Regions from separate parts of the Mus musculus genome. Here all the other regions are linked to region 3. A link is a contact called in public Hi-C and HiChIP or PLAC-seq data. All regions are on one chromosome and are shown on one strand. The core of a region is the stretch at or near the end of the contact, and the rest is flanking DNA. Distances in the headings are between cores, read along the strand shown. Region 1 overlaps Nfia (nuclear factor I/A). Region 2 overlaps Nfia (nuclear factor I/A). Region 3 overlaps Nfia (nuclear factor I/A). Region 4 overlaps Nfia (nuclear factor I/A).

What was found. A called contact is a pair of places that touch in the nucleus more often than the background predicts. HiChIP or PLAC-seq counts read pairs in DNA pulled down with a chosen protein or histone mark.
Region 1: a contact with region 3 is called in a Hi-C map of muscle stem cells, with 3 times the contacts expected there. The contact joins two enhancer-like sites. A contact is called at or near these places in 13 of 484 Hi-C or Micro-C datasets (the MC3T3-E1 cell line, astrocytes, cerebellar granule neurons and 9 more), 9 of 115 datasets of contacts at active chromatin or transcription factors (CD8 T cells, astrocytes, cardiomyocytes and 5 more) and 1 of 9 other capture datasets (adipose tissue).
Region 2: a contact with region 3 is called in an H3K27ac HiChIP or PLAC-seq map of heart atrium, with 8 read pairs. The contact joins two enhancer-like sites. A contact is called at or near these places in 8 of 484 Hi-C or Micro-C datasets (the N1E-115 cell line, Sertoli cells, cerebral cortex and 4 more) and 5 of 115 datasets of contacts at active chromatin or transcription factors (CD8 T cells, astrocytes, bone marrow-derived macrophages and 2 more).
Region 4: a contact with region 3 is called in an H3K27ac HiChIP or PLAC-seq map of hepatocytes, with 3 times the contacts expected there. The contact joins two enhancer-like sites. A contact is called at or near these places in 5 of 484 Hi-C or Micro-C datasets (the N1E-115 cell line, cerebral cortex, liver and 2 more) and 3 of 115 datasets of contacts at active chromatin or transcription factors (CD8 T cells, astrocytes and hepatocytes).

What each region holds. Positions count from the first base shown.
Region 1 is chr4:97,793,163-97,796,439 of GRCm38.p6, forward strand. All of the region lies in intron 2 of Nfia (nuclear factor I/A), which reads left to right. Among named protein-coding and RNA genes, the nearest start is that of Nfia, 17 kb to the left of the region's middle. Within about 2 kb of position 1,884, at least 43 of the 459 cell types and tissues checked have an H3K27ac peak or open chromatin away from gene starts, as enhancers often do. A contact at or near this core is called in cerebral cortex, muscle stem cells and myocytes, where this site is marked.
Region 2 is chr4:97,838,492-97,842,006 of GRCm38.p6, forward strand. The region is part of intron 2 of Nfia (nuclear factor I/A); the gene reads left to right. It overlaps Gm19417 (a long non-coding RNA gene), which reads right to left. Exons shown (of 2, transcript XR_376437.4): 2 at 2,349-3,515. Among named protein-coding and RNA genes, the nearest start is that of Gm19417, 29 kb to the right of the region's middle. Within about 2 kb of position 1,455, at least 56 of the 459 cell types and tissues checked have an H3K27ac peak or open chromatin away from gene starts, as enhancers often do. A contact at or near this core is called in Sertoli cells, astrocytes, cerebral cortex and 3 more, where this site is marked.
Region 3 is chr4:98,002,343-98,005,897 of GRCm38.p6, forward strand. The region is part of intron 4 of Nfia (nuclear factor I/A); the gene reads left to right. Among named protein-coding and RNA genes, the nearest start is that of Gm34218, 19 kb to the right of the region's middle. Within about 2 kb of position 2,054, at least 207 of the 459 cell types and tissues checked have an H3K27ac peak or open chromatin away from gene starts, as enhancers often do. A contact at or near this core is called in the N1E-115 cell line, Sertoli cells, astrocytes and 6 more, where this site is marked.
Region 4 is chr4:97,812,763-97,816,382 of GRCm38.p6, forward strand. All of the region lies in intron 2 of Nfia (nuclear factor I/A), which reads left to right. Among named protein-coding and RNA genes, the nearest start is that of Nfia, 37 kb to the left of the region's middle. Within about 2 kb of position 1,934, at least 25 of the 459 cell types and tissues checked have an H3K27ac peak or open chromatin away from gene starts, as enhancers often do. A contact at or near this core is called in the N1E-115 cell line, hepatocytes and liver, where this site is marked.

The DNA of each region.
Region 1 (3,277 bases), core at 634-3,133, 210 kb before region 3:
CATTTAGTCAGTGGTCTCCCTTCTCTTTTTGTAAATGGTAAAGAGGTTTCTGTTTTCTATCGTAGTTCCCATGCTGTGCCATGTGTGTCTGTAAGCAAAAACAGTCATTGTGGGGCTTTTATGACCTATCAATAAGTGACAAGGATTTTTTGTTAGAATTTATTCTTAATGTACCTTTGAAAATAACTACCATCACCCTTCTGAATCAAAAGTATAGCACTCTGGGCTGGCGAGTTAGCTCAAAGTCTGGTGACATGTGTTTGATTCCTGAAACATTCATGGAGAACTTAACTCCACAAAGTTGTCCCCTGACCTCCACACCTCCACACCTGTACCACAGCAATGTGCTCCCCCATGTCATGCTTGCTCTCTCTCTCTCTCTCTCTGTCTCTCTTTCTCTCTCTCTCTCTCACACACACACACAAATAGCATATTGAAAACAATTACCATGTTTACATTTTTAATGAATTTTTTTGATGTTTTAAAATTTTTATCTCTCTAGAGCTTCAATAAAATGAGGTAGGGGTAAAAATTTTAAAAGTATAACATCTTGCCAAGTTCAGAATACATATTATGTGTAAGGTTATATATAATATATATACACACATATGTTTTTTGTGAGAAATTTTTTTGGCTGAAATGTTACAGTGAAAGACATAATTGTTCTAAAGATGTGTGTCTCACAGAAAAGACGAAAACCACCCAAAGTGGATAAATGGCATGCTTTGTCCTTATGCCACCTACATTTTTAAACTACTGTGACTGATTTCTCTAGAAAGGTCAGAGGTTTCAAACAAAAGCTTTGTGATTCTTCAAAGGGAGACATTTTGAGTTTTTCTCTGTGGAGACTGGCTGTGCCTAGCTTTGGCTTCATTTCCAGTTGTGCTTGGGAGGTGACTGGGTACAGAGTGACAAGGGAGTACCGCAGGTCCTTAGCCAGCTGACTTGTGGGGCAGGCAGAGGGTAGAGGGCCGGATGACTCCACCTGGGCGCTCTTACGCGGTCCCTTAGTTTACAGGCGAGCTCACAGGCTTTCTCTTGTTTTGCTGTAGAGCCTTCCTTTACAGACTCAAAACACGGGACAGCCAGAGAGGTTTGTGTATTTGGGTACCATGGCGTGGTGAAGTTTCAGCCATCGTGGATACGGGTTTCTTTGATTTTTACATGAACTTGTTTGTCTTTACTTTGTTTCGTTTCTGACTTCCAGTCTGGGTGAGTTGTTCTTGTTGTGTGTTTGTTGGAGGATAGATGTGCTCAGGAGACTGTGACTGCCCTTGTCAGGCAACAGGGACAGAACACACTCAAGTCTGATGATTAGGAAAGAAGAGAGCCGGCATTTAAGCCAAGTCTCTCAGATCCCATGCTTGTGTTCCTTAGATGCGGTATCTACCTAGTATTTTCATATGTATTATCTTACTGGCGCTCCACTTAACCTTAACATCTGAGTTGAAGAGTTCTTATAAGTGCCTGTATATAGTAGGAAGCAGGTTGAGGAACTAGGCCCCGGTATGATGGTTAGTCGATTGCTCTTCTGGATCTTCTTTTTATCTCAGAGATATCGACAACACATCAAGTTCTAAGCTCTGCTTCTGAATTTATCGTAGTACAAACAAACAAACAAACAAACAAAAACAAGAAATGTTCTCCAGGACTCTCAAGATAATCTTGAAATCCATTGTTTATTTAAAAGCTTAAAAATGTAGTAAGAAACCACCCAGAATGTTGTCTGTGTTTGTATTAATTTTGTTTTCTTACCTTGAAGAAAGTTCGGAGGCCTGGGCCTTTATTTCATAGGCAGAAAACCGAAGCTCTTGCTTCCCAGAAGCTGTGTGATGGAAGATTCTGTATGAGTCACACAGCAGCTGCATCCCAGGGATGCTCTGGCTGATACTGGCTAGTGAGGTCAGTTTGGCTGCCTCTCTTGACAGATTTTACCATGGCGCTGGCCATTGAGTCATCAAACATCAGTTCTTACGGTCTCTGCATGGTACTAGGTTCCCAAGATAGAAGAACATACCATGCAACAACTTTCTTAGGTATAATTTCTTCAGATATTAAGATTTCAAATATTTTGATAATTTTACACTAGGGTCTTCCTAATTAATAGACTGTGTGGAGTCTTTAAACATTTGTAGAACCAGTTGTTTTAATTTTTAAAAAAAAATTGTGTGTACATGTCTATGTTTGCATGATGGGGATGTAGGGGGAGGGTGCATGCTATGGTATGTTTGTGTATATACCTGTGTGTGTGTATGTGTGTGTGTGTATATGTGCATGTGTGTGTGTGGAGAGAGAGAGCGCGCGAGAAGGAGAGAGAAAGGGAGGGAGAGGGAGAGAGAGAAGTAGAGAGAGGGGAAGAGAAAGAGAGAGAGGGAGAGAGAGAAGGAGAGATAGAGGGGGAAGAGAGAGAGAGGGAGGGAGAGAGAGGGAGAGAGAGAAAAAAACTTTGTGGAATCACTTTGCTCTTTCCACCTTTATGTGGGTTCCAGGCGAGGAGCTCCGCTCCCCTGGTTTGCCTGCTTAGCACCATTAGGAACGGAGCTGTCTCACTGGCCCCTGTGTTGTTTTTTTTTTAAAAATAAAATAAATGCTGCACATTGAGATTTGTAACATTTGACTGTATTTCTATTATGTGTTCAAGAATCTTTTGTGTCAGAAATGTCTGTGTAAATGTTCCGAAAGAGGGCCCAAGCTTTCTGTTTCTTAGAAGCTGACCGCTATGATGTTTTCTCTAGAGCAAGCCACTGAACAGTGAGACATAGACAGACAGACAGACTTCCTCCCCCCCCCTCTCTGACATCTTCCTTGTAATGATGAAGTGTGAAACAAATAGAGTTACAGAAAAACAAAACACCGGGAGAACTAGAGTGGAAAACAGAAAGGAAGGGAAGCCTTGGAGAGCAAGCTGTGGGGAATTCATTTGGCAGTTGGTGGAGGTCCCTAACACACAGCCAGATTTCAGTGGTGCCGCTTCCTACAATCCGAATTCTGCTCCCTCTCTGAAAGTCAGCAATGGCAGGACTTGCACACTGATGAGGGTCTGAGGTTGCCAGGGGTCTGGATCTGCTTTGCCTTTCCTTTCCGATAAAAGATGGCAGGTGCAGGTTGCATTGCGTTTGCATAGAGAGCACCCAGGGCTGCTGTGACCAGTGTGGTAATGGGGTGGCTGGAGGGTCTATAGGAGCATGTGTAGACAGTGGTCAGAAATAGGAGAAAGGTTCCAGGTCTCATATATGAGGTAACAAAAGAAGAGCATAAATCTGCTGGTCCCAATAGC
Region 2 (3,515 bases), core at 205-2,704, 160 kb before region 3:
CCATACGTCTTCAAAGGAAAATTTCTCTTTCCCCTTGGGGAGAAATTAACCTACGGTACAAAGGGAGTTGAGAGTCTGCGCTCTGCTTTCTGAGTGTTTCAGAGATGGCCAGAAGTTGATACCAGTCACTGGAAAGCCACTAGGCAACATGAACGCCATGGTCAGGGTGATAGAACATGGGGCCTTGGCCTGCTCCCAGGGCTCAGCCTCTGCTCCCTGAGCCTCTCATTTCCTAAGTCCCTTTCTGTCCTGAGTTCTGCCCCTGTTCCCTCGGGCCCAGCACAGCAGACCAAAGGGCTTTCTTGGCCATCCAGCTGCTTTAGGTTCAGTGGAATCCTTCCTGATCAGTGGGGGGTTAGTACAGTGGCCCTGCTTGGGTTCAGTTAGTGCAATGGCCTTGTACTAACTGGTCTTGTTGCTCCAAGAAATGTTAGCAAAGCAGTGCCTGGACCTTGGACTATGCTTCATGTTTGACCTTTGGTGGCATCTTTTTGTGAGCCAGCACACCTGGCTAAATGTCTTTCAACTCCGAAATTATGCCGAGTGGAAGTATTTTGAATAAATGTAAACAGAGAAGGAATTTTGCCTGCAAACTTTAGAATTCTCATCTCACTTGGCTGTAGTAACTGCTTATTACAGTAGGCTTCTTTGTGGTTGATGATAATAAACAAGGAATGGATTTCCAACAGAAATTTCCCCCAGTCTTCCCTAGGGCATCTGAAGTGCCTTTTTTCTCCTGTGGGCTCCAGAGTCATGGGCAGTGTTGAACAATTAGCCCAGAGGGAAGCCCTGGAAACAGTTGGTCCCTCAAGGCTTGGGAAGTCACAAAGGCTGTGCTGGCAAGGGGGAGGAGGGAGGGATGATGTGGGGGCTGGGGGGGGGTACTCAGAGGTAGTGAGAGGGGTGGGGGTGGGTTGTTTCCCAGATAGTTTTCAAAGAACAGAGGTTGGTGTGCTTTGCTGTGGGCCCCGAGAACAGTGCAAGTCTGCTTCAAATTCTTCTTTGTCTTTATCTGGTACTTTCTCTAGCACATTCCTTTTGGCTTAACAAAGTGTCTTCCTTTCCTGTTTCATGGTCATTGATAACAAGAGCTTGAAGGCTTTTTGCTTCCAGGCTCTGCATGGAGTGGAAAGAGGAACACATAGGAGGGGGACTTGCCATCTTAGAGATGTTTCCCCATTTTTATCACACAAGGGGAAAGCTGTCCAGTGTGCAGAGAGGACCCAGGTTTTCATTTTAGTCTAGGGGGTGATTGATTGCCTTTCTTTCAAGGGCCTGATGGAGGAGGTCAGAGTCTTAGAAAGGGAAGAAGCCAGGGAAAGGGAAAGAAGAAAGAGTGAGATTTATGGCCTCCTGCATCACGGCTTTTATGTCGCATAACTATTCCCAACACTGGAAGTTCATGACACGCTCGCTGAGAAACAGCTCTGGAGTACAGAGCAGTGATCTGCATGCAAAGAGGAAATTACACAGTCCAGCCTCTGCTCTGCCTGCTGCAGAGAGCACACTCAGCCCGTGATGGACACAGGTTCCAGTGGCTGCTGGGCATGAGCTGGACCACCCAGCACCACTTACACTGTGCACAGGGTGGCTGGCGATGCTGTTTATAAAGCATTGTTTCAGCAAACAGACTTTGCTGTTGCTCCTTCTGCATCTGCCCTCTTCACTCCCAATGTGGAAGCCTTGGGCATCTCATGCCAAAGAACACTGCACTAATAGAGCCTCTGCCTCCACCCCTACCTTTGATAATTGAAGATCTTTTAAAATGTTTTTGTCTTCCATTTTTTATTCCATATGGGCCCTTAGGTAACATGACCCAGTGTGGCCATTAAATGGCCCTGCTTACAGTTGGATTGCTGGGTACAAAGCAAATTTATGGTTGTTTATTCTCTCCTCCTATCAGCTATTAGTGCCTAATCATATGGTCTATCGATCATGAGATTAATCGCCTGCCCATAGAGGCAGCGGGTCTTGTGGAATGCTTCCCTGCGCCAGAATGAACTTCAACCTTTTATACAAACTGGAAGAGTCAGAACCATCATTCACTGCCTGGAGCCCCAGGAGGTAAATCCCTGCTTCTCCAAGCAGTGTTCTCTTCACTTCCTTCCCTTGTGTAAAACTTCAACTCATTGATTCAGACACACACAGAGCCTTTCTGAGGCACCCTATACACAATGACATAAGCTGCAAATACGTGGGCTTTATTACACGAGGCCCACAGTCTGCATAATTAAAGATCTCTCTGCACTCCTATTATAAATTCTCATTTTGCAAGATTTATAGCTGGGCTTTTAAATTTTTCTCAAGCTAAGACTTTCTAAGAGTGTTATGATCAGAGGTCTATTTTCTTTTTTTTTTTTTATGAAATGTGTTTCTTTGAAGATATAAAAAGCAAACTCTAGAAACCCCGTCATAGAGGTGTCAGCACACAGAGGTTAGCCATGTAAAGAGTAGGTACTCTGTACCCTAGAGTGGCTTTGCTGACCTTTGTCCCTCTGCAGTTATGAGGGCCAGAAGCCCTGTGGTGTCCTGCCGTGTCTGGATGTCCTGCTCTGTCTCTATAACTCCAAGGAGGAGGAGGCTGGGATCATACGCCATTGATCTTTTCCCAGCCTTGCTTTTACTTAGCCTAGCTTTCTCAGTGTGAGTCCTGAGTTTGTTCAGTGAATGACCCTCAGCAGGGACTAGGAGACTTGCTTCTTTGTGTTGACACTGCCCTTGAAGGCAAGGGTGTACACGTTTAGGTGACACTCTGCAGTCTCTGAAGACAAGTTCCCTGCTAACAAAATGACTATACATTCTGGGCTGGTCACTGGTGTTCTGTGGGTTAAATGCTACTAGAATAGTGCCTTCAAATGTTTGATTGGAACATGTCAATGGAGTTTGCCATGACCTCACTGCTCCCTATTAGTCACAGTGTCATCACAGAGTATCAGCAGCCTGCTTTATCTCACCTACGCCATCCTCAAGCACTTATGATTTCTTCCGGTATTTTCCTATAACATGATCCTTGGTTACTAGGGTTTGAAGTCTGATATTTGGGCTACTAAGTGATGCCTCTGGCTGTTACTTTAACCCTCTGTTCCAGTCCTGTTATTCTCAAGAATCTCAGCTATTATTATTTTTTGTTTCATTTTGTGTTTTGTGGCCCAGATAAACAGCAATGGATGATTAATTTGTTTTCTCCCTTTGAAGTAAATAAGTATGTATAGTTGAATACACTGAGCCATTGTACAGAAGGTGAAATGGTTTTGTGTGACTAGTTGGTTGATAGTTTAGCTTGTGTGATTGCTTGGTGGGTCAGTGTGGAGGTCCTGTTTGAGGTTTTGATATGCTAAAAATAGCTCCCAGATCTTTCTGACTTTTCCCACTTGTGGTGTTTGTAGGCTTAGCGTAAAGTTTACTCTTTCACACGCTGTTGGAGTCCTTGTCTGTCTACACTTGCTCCTTCTTATTTCGCAACTTCCTTTCACTGGTGCTGTGCTGCAGCCTCCCGTACAACCTGTCTCTTGCTG
Region 3 (3,555 bases), core at 804-3,303:
GTGTCTTGGATTGTTTCCTGTGCCTGTGTAGGGGGCTGGTTAGCAAAGGCCTGGCATTGTGAGCATCCTTCAGCTTCTCAATGCTTTCCGACTCTGCACACTGCTGTGCCATCACTCCAGGACTCACTCACACATGGCCTTGTGCTGACTACAACTGTTCGGTAAGAGCAGGACCGGGCTGCATCAGCTAAACCATGGCTTCAGGCCAAACCGGTCAGCTACACGCCAGAGACCCTCTCTTCCTTGTAGACCTTTAATCTAAGTTTGTCAAGGTTTATTTTTATAGCTTGCCTTGCCTATTGCAACAGGGATTCCCAAGCTCTGTCCTTCGACCAGAAAGCCTTTCTCAAAGGCATAGGCTCTAGTTAGGTTTCTGTTCCCGTGATGAAACACTGACCAAAAACAACTTGAGAAGAAAGGGCTTATTAGCTTACAGGTCACATTGTATCATCAAAAAAAGCCAAAGCAGGAACTGAAGCAGAGGGCACAGAGGAGTGCTGCTTACTGCCTTGCTCAGCCTGCTTTCTTAGACCATCCAGGAATACTTACCCAGGAGTGATTGATACCTCTCATGGTGAGCATGGCCCACCCACATCAATCATTAATCAATAAAATGCCCTACTGATATGCCCACGGGCCAATCTGATGGAGGCAACCCTTCAGCCCCATAACTTCCAGCTTCATAGTTTGTGTTAGGATGACAAAAATACCCAGCACAACACACCATCCGAACTGCATAAAGAAGTTGAGTCTATGACCTTACCACAATCACAACTAGTTGTGACCCCATACAGTGTGGAGACTCCATATTACTCAGAAACGATACCCTTGTCTTAAACTGTTTCTCTTTCCAGATACATAGTGCTAGCCTTCTACATGTGATAGTAAAAATATTTACTTCCCCCAGGAGTCCAGTGAGGTTCTCACTGTGATGGGGTAGGGGGAGCTGTTTCAGTATTTGCAAACGAAGAGTCAAGTTAAATAACTACTCTCATGTCTTTGCCTGGGAGAGTATCATCTCCACAGTGGTGGCAATGACAGAGCAGCTCAGTCTCACGAGTTCCTAGGTGAGAGTTAGACTAGACAGCCAGGCTGCTTGACAATAAATGCCTGGAGCAGATGCTAGGAACTGCTGGACTAGGGACTCTGGCCCAGGAGAGCTGCAGGAAGTCACAAACTCCCTCACCCTTGCCTCCCGCCAGCACCCTTTAATTTCTGCCTTTATCATCTAATGTTTGTGAACTGTAGCAACGGAGACGCTGGCGCTGAGAGTATGGATTTGTTCTGTGGCCCATCTCCACACGTGGCAGGACCATCTGAAAGCACTTCTAGTTATTTATTACCTTGTTCCACGAGAGGGAGAAAACACAGACCACTGCACCCTGGGCCAGAGAAAAAGAAGAATTCAGTACAGGGGAGAGGCTCCCAGGAGCGCCTGGGGTTCCGAATCCCTGAGGTTGTTTTAGCATAATCCCATGAAGGAGGAGACAGGAGCCATCTGTTGAGAGGTGCTTCACTACACAAAGCCCTCTACTACAGGCATTTCCAGATAGGCCCCTCCCCTGAGCTGCCAAGGAGAGCCCATTCTGCTGGCTGCTGAACGTCCCTGCTTCAAGGGCTCTCTGTCAAACCCACTCTTGTTTATTTTGTGCCAACGTTTCCTCAAAGTACGTGCTCTGAGGCTGCCAAATGTCCCTCCTGGTGTGAACTCAAAAAGTTCTGTCCCAAACTCCACTCCTGCTCATTTCCTTCTAAAGTGCTGAGTGTTTTCCTTGAAGTTGCTGGAGAGATTCTGAAACCTTAAAGGCTTCCGTGGGAAAGAGTAAAAAGACCACAGATACACACACAGGCCATTGTGCCTCTGCTCCGGCCTGTTCCGATTGCCAGCGTGGTTTGTTACACCCAAACTGGCTGCAAGGGTTAAGTAAACTTCGTGGCTCGGGATGACTTCACAGCCCTGGAATTCTGCAAAGCCAGGATTCTCAGTACACTGTGGCTGGCCTTAGAGTCTTTGGGTGTGAAAACCACTCTCAGCTGCTCAGCCTGTGCTGAGTTCCTGCTACATGGCTGCAGAATCTATTAAAGTCCAGCAGATGAATTGCCCTGGCTCTGCCACAAAGCCTGGCTACCCGATGGACTTCGGGGTTCCCAAGTTGTTTGTCAATGGAGAGTGGCAGTGAATGGAACGGGCCTGTGCCTCAGCCTGGCATGAGGTGGCACCCTAGCGGCTGTTTTCTGCCTTGGGAACGTGCACTGCTGAGATTCTCACACAGGAATCATCATGGGAGTTCCGAATGCAGTTTGTTCTGAACTTCTTTTTCAAGTCCTTGGTATGGCTTCCAGCGCCCATACGCAGGCACTTAGGATTTCTGACCAGCAGTTTTGTAAGAACCAATGAATCTAGTCTAACCTGACGTGTAGAAAGAAGTTCTGGGGCAAAATTAACTCAGCTAAGAGAGGCACAGTAAGAAAATGAGACATTGGTAGGGCTAAGCTCAAACTTGAAAATACAAATTGTCCTTATCTGGAAAGACTAATGAAGAAGCAGGCCTCAGATGAGAAGTCCCGGGGAGGGGGCATCTTTTGAGGGTTACCACTTAAATAGTGGCGGTTCTTTCTACCTTTATTGGAGGAGGATGACTTAAAAACTTCCTAGTCTGAGCAGGCAGCCTGCTGGCTCTCTCCTCTGTTAACACACACAGTAACAATGATCATGGTACAGAAATTAATTTTTTATACAATTTATACTCTTAAGCAAGAAACCATTTAGACTTCAGCATTAAAGGAAGAAACAAAAAGACGATAATAAAACGTCCACTGCAGCCCAGCCCGGACCGTCACTGTGACCTTGCCTTTGTTTGGCATTACACAATTCAATGGCAGGCCACTCAAACTATGCTCTCGATCAATATCCTATTAAAGCAGCACAAAAAGTCTCCATAAACTTAGTGGTTAGCTATGTTTATAAATGGAACTCGGCATAATTAGATGGTCAATAGCAGGCTCTACTAGTAATTTTAAAATGAACATCACACATCTTATGCATAGAAGCCAGAATCAACCCCTCTGGAAGGAAGGTCTGGTGTGTAGTAGACAATAGGTTGGATGGCCTTTTTAAAAAAAATCTTCTCTATGTCCAAAATGCAGCTTCTAAAGAAAATCTGTTAAGTAAGCCATATAATAGAAAATTCTAATCGGTCCCTTAAGGTTTTTTTCGAGTCTAAGTCACTTCATTCTAAATGTATTACACCATGGGATATGTTTCATTTTCTAGTTTTAATCAAGCCCCCACACAGAGAGGAAATAATAAATGTTGCCACACTCATAGAAAAGGGAAAAAAAATCAGTCTATCTGGCTTAACTAACAGATTTCCTCCCAGTTCAATTCAATACAATTTTAAAATAAATGTTGAAGTTGAATTATTTCCAAAGAATGCTTTGTCATACAATTTTTATTTCCTTGATTCATTTGGGGTGAGTGTTTGAACAGTAAAGCAGGAAGCAAATGGAGTGGACCAGCTGCACTAGGGTTTCTACCATTCACATTTGGGTGGC
Region 4 (3,620 bases), core at 684-3,183, 190 kb before region 3:
AAATGAGATTGTCTCTCAATTTCAAGATTGTTTAATGCAGTGTAGAGAACATAAAAGGCACCATTAGTCTTTTCTTCTGTAATGCAAGCAGGAAACATTTCAGATAGATCAGTATGACTTCCAGTTGAAACAAAGACTATAGTTGGCATTTAATCTTAAATATTTGTGGACATACCTAGTGGCATTAACCTTAACATGGCTATTCTCCTCCCTAGTAAGACTTAGAAATTCTGCCTTCCCAGTTCCTGAAACTCATCTACCATTGACTTGGATGCCTGACCCTGGACCACACATTTCTTTCCTTATTTATCTGGTCCATATAATGAATGGCTTTTCCACGGGAACTAATTCAGTTACTGAGCACAAGTGCCACACACCTTCAGAAAGTGACACTGCAGGTGTTTAGTGAGAGGAAATTTCGTTTGTCTTTTATTCAGAGACACTATCTAGAAACGTGAGCTTATGATATATTAATCGGAGAAACTGGCATGAGTCAGCACTTCATTCTCATCTGGGCACTCATAAAACAATCTACATGGCCAACATAGCATCATGTTTGTAACTGAGCTTTTGTTTCTGTATACTAAGGAAACTGAACATTTTGTTCTTTGACAAAAATGATTCTTTAGGTTAGGGTCAAGAAATGGATTCGTGATGATATCTGCTTAATTGTTGAGGATATTCAGCCAAAACTTAGAGACAATGTATCAGGGTTATACTTCATGAGCAGACACTTGACTTTAGTCTTTGGATAGAAAAGCTACACATCTGTCTGCACTCCTTGGGCCATGTTAACTTGGATATTATTTTAAAAATAAAAAGTTTGAGGGAAAAGCTTGCACATAGAGAAAGTTTGCAGCACATTTCCTGTGTGTTGTAGGGTATACCTGTTTCTCGGAGGGAGCCTGATCTCTAGAAACAGCATGTTTGTGTCCTCAAGGAGGAGAAGGGATCTTCTGTCTCCATTTGACTGTTTTTATGGGTCAAATAGCATTTCTTTACTTTAAGTTCTGTGGTATGTTCTGTGGTTTGTGTTAGGCTCTGTAACATTTATAATTATATGAGCTGACAAGATGGAATTAACTTAATTGAGGAGTTTTGCATAGTGTCTGTACCAACATCCTAATAAAATAATATGAAATTCAATAAGTATTGCCGAGTGGGCCAGCACTCCACTCATGGAGGCTCACTAAACGGGATATATTCTCGTGGCACCCTTCCAGAATGTAGAAGAAACACATTTATCTAGGTGATTAGTATTCTTCCTGTCTGCCAGATTTAAGAATTGTTTGGAAATATTGTTAGAATCAAAATCATGTCTGTTGCTACACAGGGTTGAGCATTCCAGGCAAACCCTGGCCGGTTTGTTGTTCTCATGACCACTGATTTTCATGTCTGCCCTGACAGTGACAGTTTTCAGTGACAGCAGCCAGTACAAGGCAGGGCACTCCTTTTTTAGACCCACCTCAAAGCCATTCCCGAAAACACTTTGAAAGACATTGTGGAGACACTCGGGGCCTCCATAGTTTGGCTCTTGGAAGTTATTAGCAGCTTGTAGTCCAATCCATTTTAAACTGAAAGGGACGTCTCTGCACAGCACACATTCATCACTTCTCCAGTTCTAAACTAAAGAAAGATGAAGACACTGAAAGTAGGACTTTAAGAACATTTGGAGCATAGAGACTTTTTAAACTTTCAGATCCCCATATTAAATTTAAAGTGAACATAGCATGCTTTGCATTGGACAGTATTGGGCCGGGTACTGTATTTTGTTAGTGATAACTGCTCGACATAATTCCAGGGACAGCTTTAAAAATCTAAAATAAATTTGTGATAACTGTATTAGCAAATTCTAAGGTCTTAAATTGACCTCTAGGACATTAGGAAATCAAATTTAAAGCATTGCATTGTCTGTTACTCAATGGAGCGGGCTGAGGACAGCGTGTGACTTGTGATCGTCCAGTGATGCAATAGCTGTGTGCTCCAGTGTGGGTTAGGGTTGATCAGATGACCGCCTTTAACTATGCCCTTCCCGGAGCATTTTGAATGGCTGTTTTCAAGTAACAACCTAGGCAGTTACCTTATTGATTTTAAGAAAGACCCTTTTTAGCTATAAAAGCATATACTATCTTCTTTGGATTCTGGCTTAGAAATTACCTACTATGGTCAGAAATGTTTACCCAAAACTCTCTCCTCAAAAACAAGTAAAACTTATATGGAGTAAAATTTATAAACAAGAAAACAGAAGTATTACACACACACACACACACACACACACATGCACACATTACACACCTTTGCACATGCACACATGCACACATTATGTACATGCACTTCCACTTTCTCCCCTGGAATTAGTTTTCATTGAACATGAAGACACTTTTCTACTCATTTGGATTCTATTTTTACTTCATTCACAGGAAGTGATGACTATACACTCAACACAAACAGAGTTCACTTCATGGGGTGAAGAATTTTCACTCTGTAAATAGATTTCAAAATGAAAGAACCTTTCTTGCTCAGCACCATCACATGCACATTAGGTTCCATCATGTGCACAGTAGATACCATGTTACACAGAGCGGACCAAGTTATGTTCAATAGTGTGTGACCAGATCGCCAGTATCCTATCAACGCAAAGAGGAATTCTTAATCTAACTTGTTTGGAAGCATGAATGTACTCGATAGTATCTTGGTAAGAAGAAATGTTTACCACCTAGACCTCAGAAGTCAGAGGTGACATGGAATGAGTTTGGACTTTGCTTCCTTCACACTGTCTTTCAGTTTTAAAGTTATAGAATTTCATTTTCGTGAGTGTGTGTCATTGCAGTGGGTTAATATGAAGGTGGAAAGATACTCTAAAGGGAGACCAGCATCACCGCCCATCACAGGAAAGATTCTAGGAAACAAATGGGTAGCCATAGGCTTGGAATCATAGAATGTCCTAGTTGTGAGGGACCTTAAGTTCCATTTAATCCAAAATTTAGATCCCACGACCTGGATGAGATATGTGTTTTGTAATTGTGAATGGACTTTACTCATGATGTACTTCTAGTTGTTTATGTTAATAATGAGAATAATCTGTATGACAGTCTCCCTTTCTTTGGATGTTTGTATGATGCTTGTTAATCTATTTTCGGTAAAAACATGTAAGAGAAAATTGCAATCGAGCATTGTAATCTGAAAAAAAAGTAATCTGCAATTATTGGATTGATTGTGCTTTTGGCAGTGAAGTTGTTATAGTTTGAAGTTTTTAACCAACTTGAATATGTCCCAGAGTTTACACAGGGTTGTTTATAGTCTCACTAGAGACAATCTATCTGCTTCTTTGTCCTGACATTTTATATGGATGTCATGAACCAACATCAAGACAACATAAGTAGCAAGCACTATGGATTTCATTACTCACTCCAAACATGGGAATTGCAAAATATCTTTCTTTAAATATTTTCTCACTGTGGTGCAACTGTGGAGGGCCAAATTCCAGCTTAAATAAAGTTTCAATCTAACCAGTTGGTAGGACTGGTGGCCCTAGTAGAACTCTTTCTAGGTTTGGGCTGTGTTTTGGCTGCTCCAAGTGAACCCCTCACTTCTCTGTTTGGTGTGTGTATATGAGACAT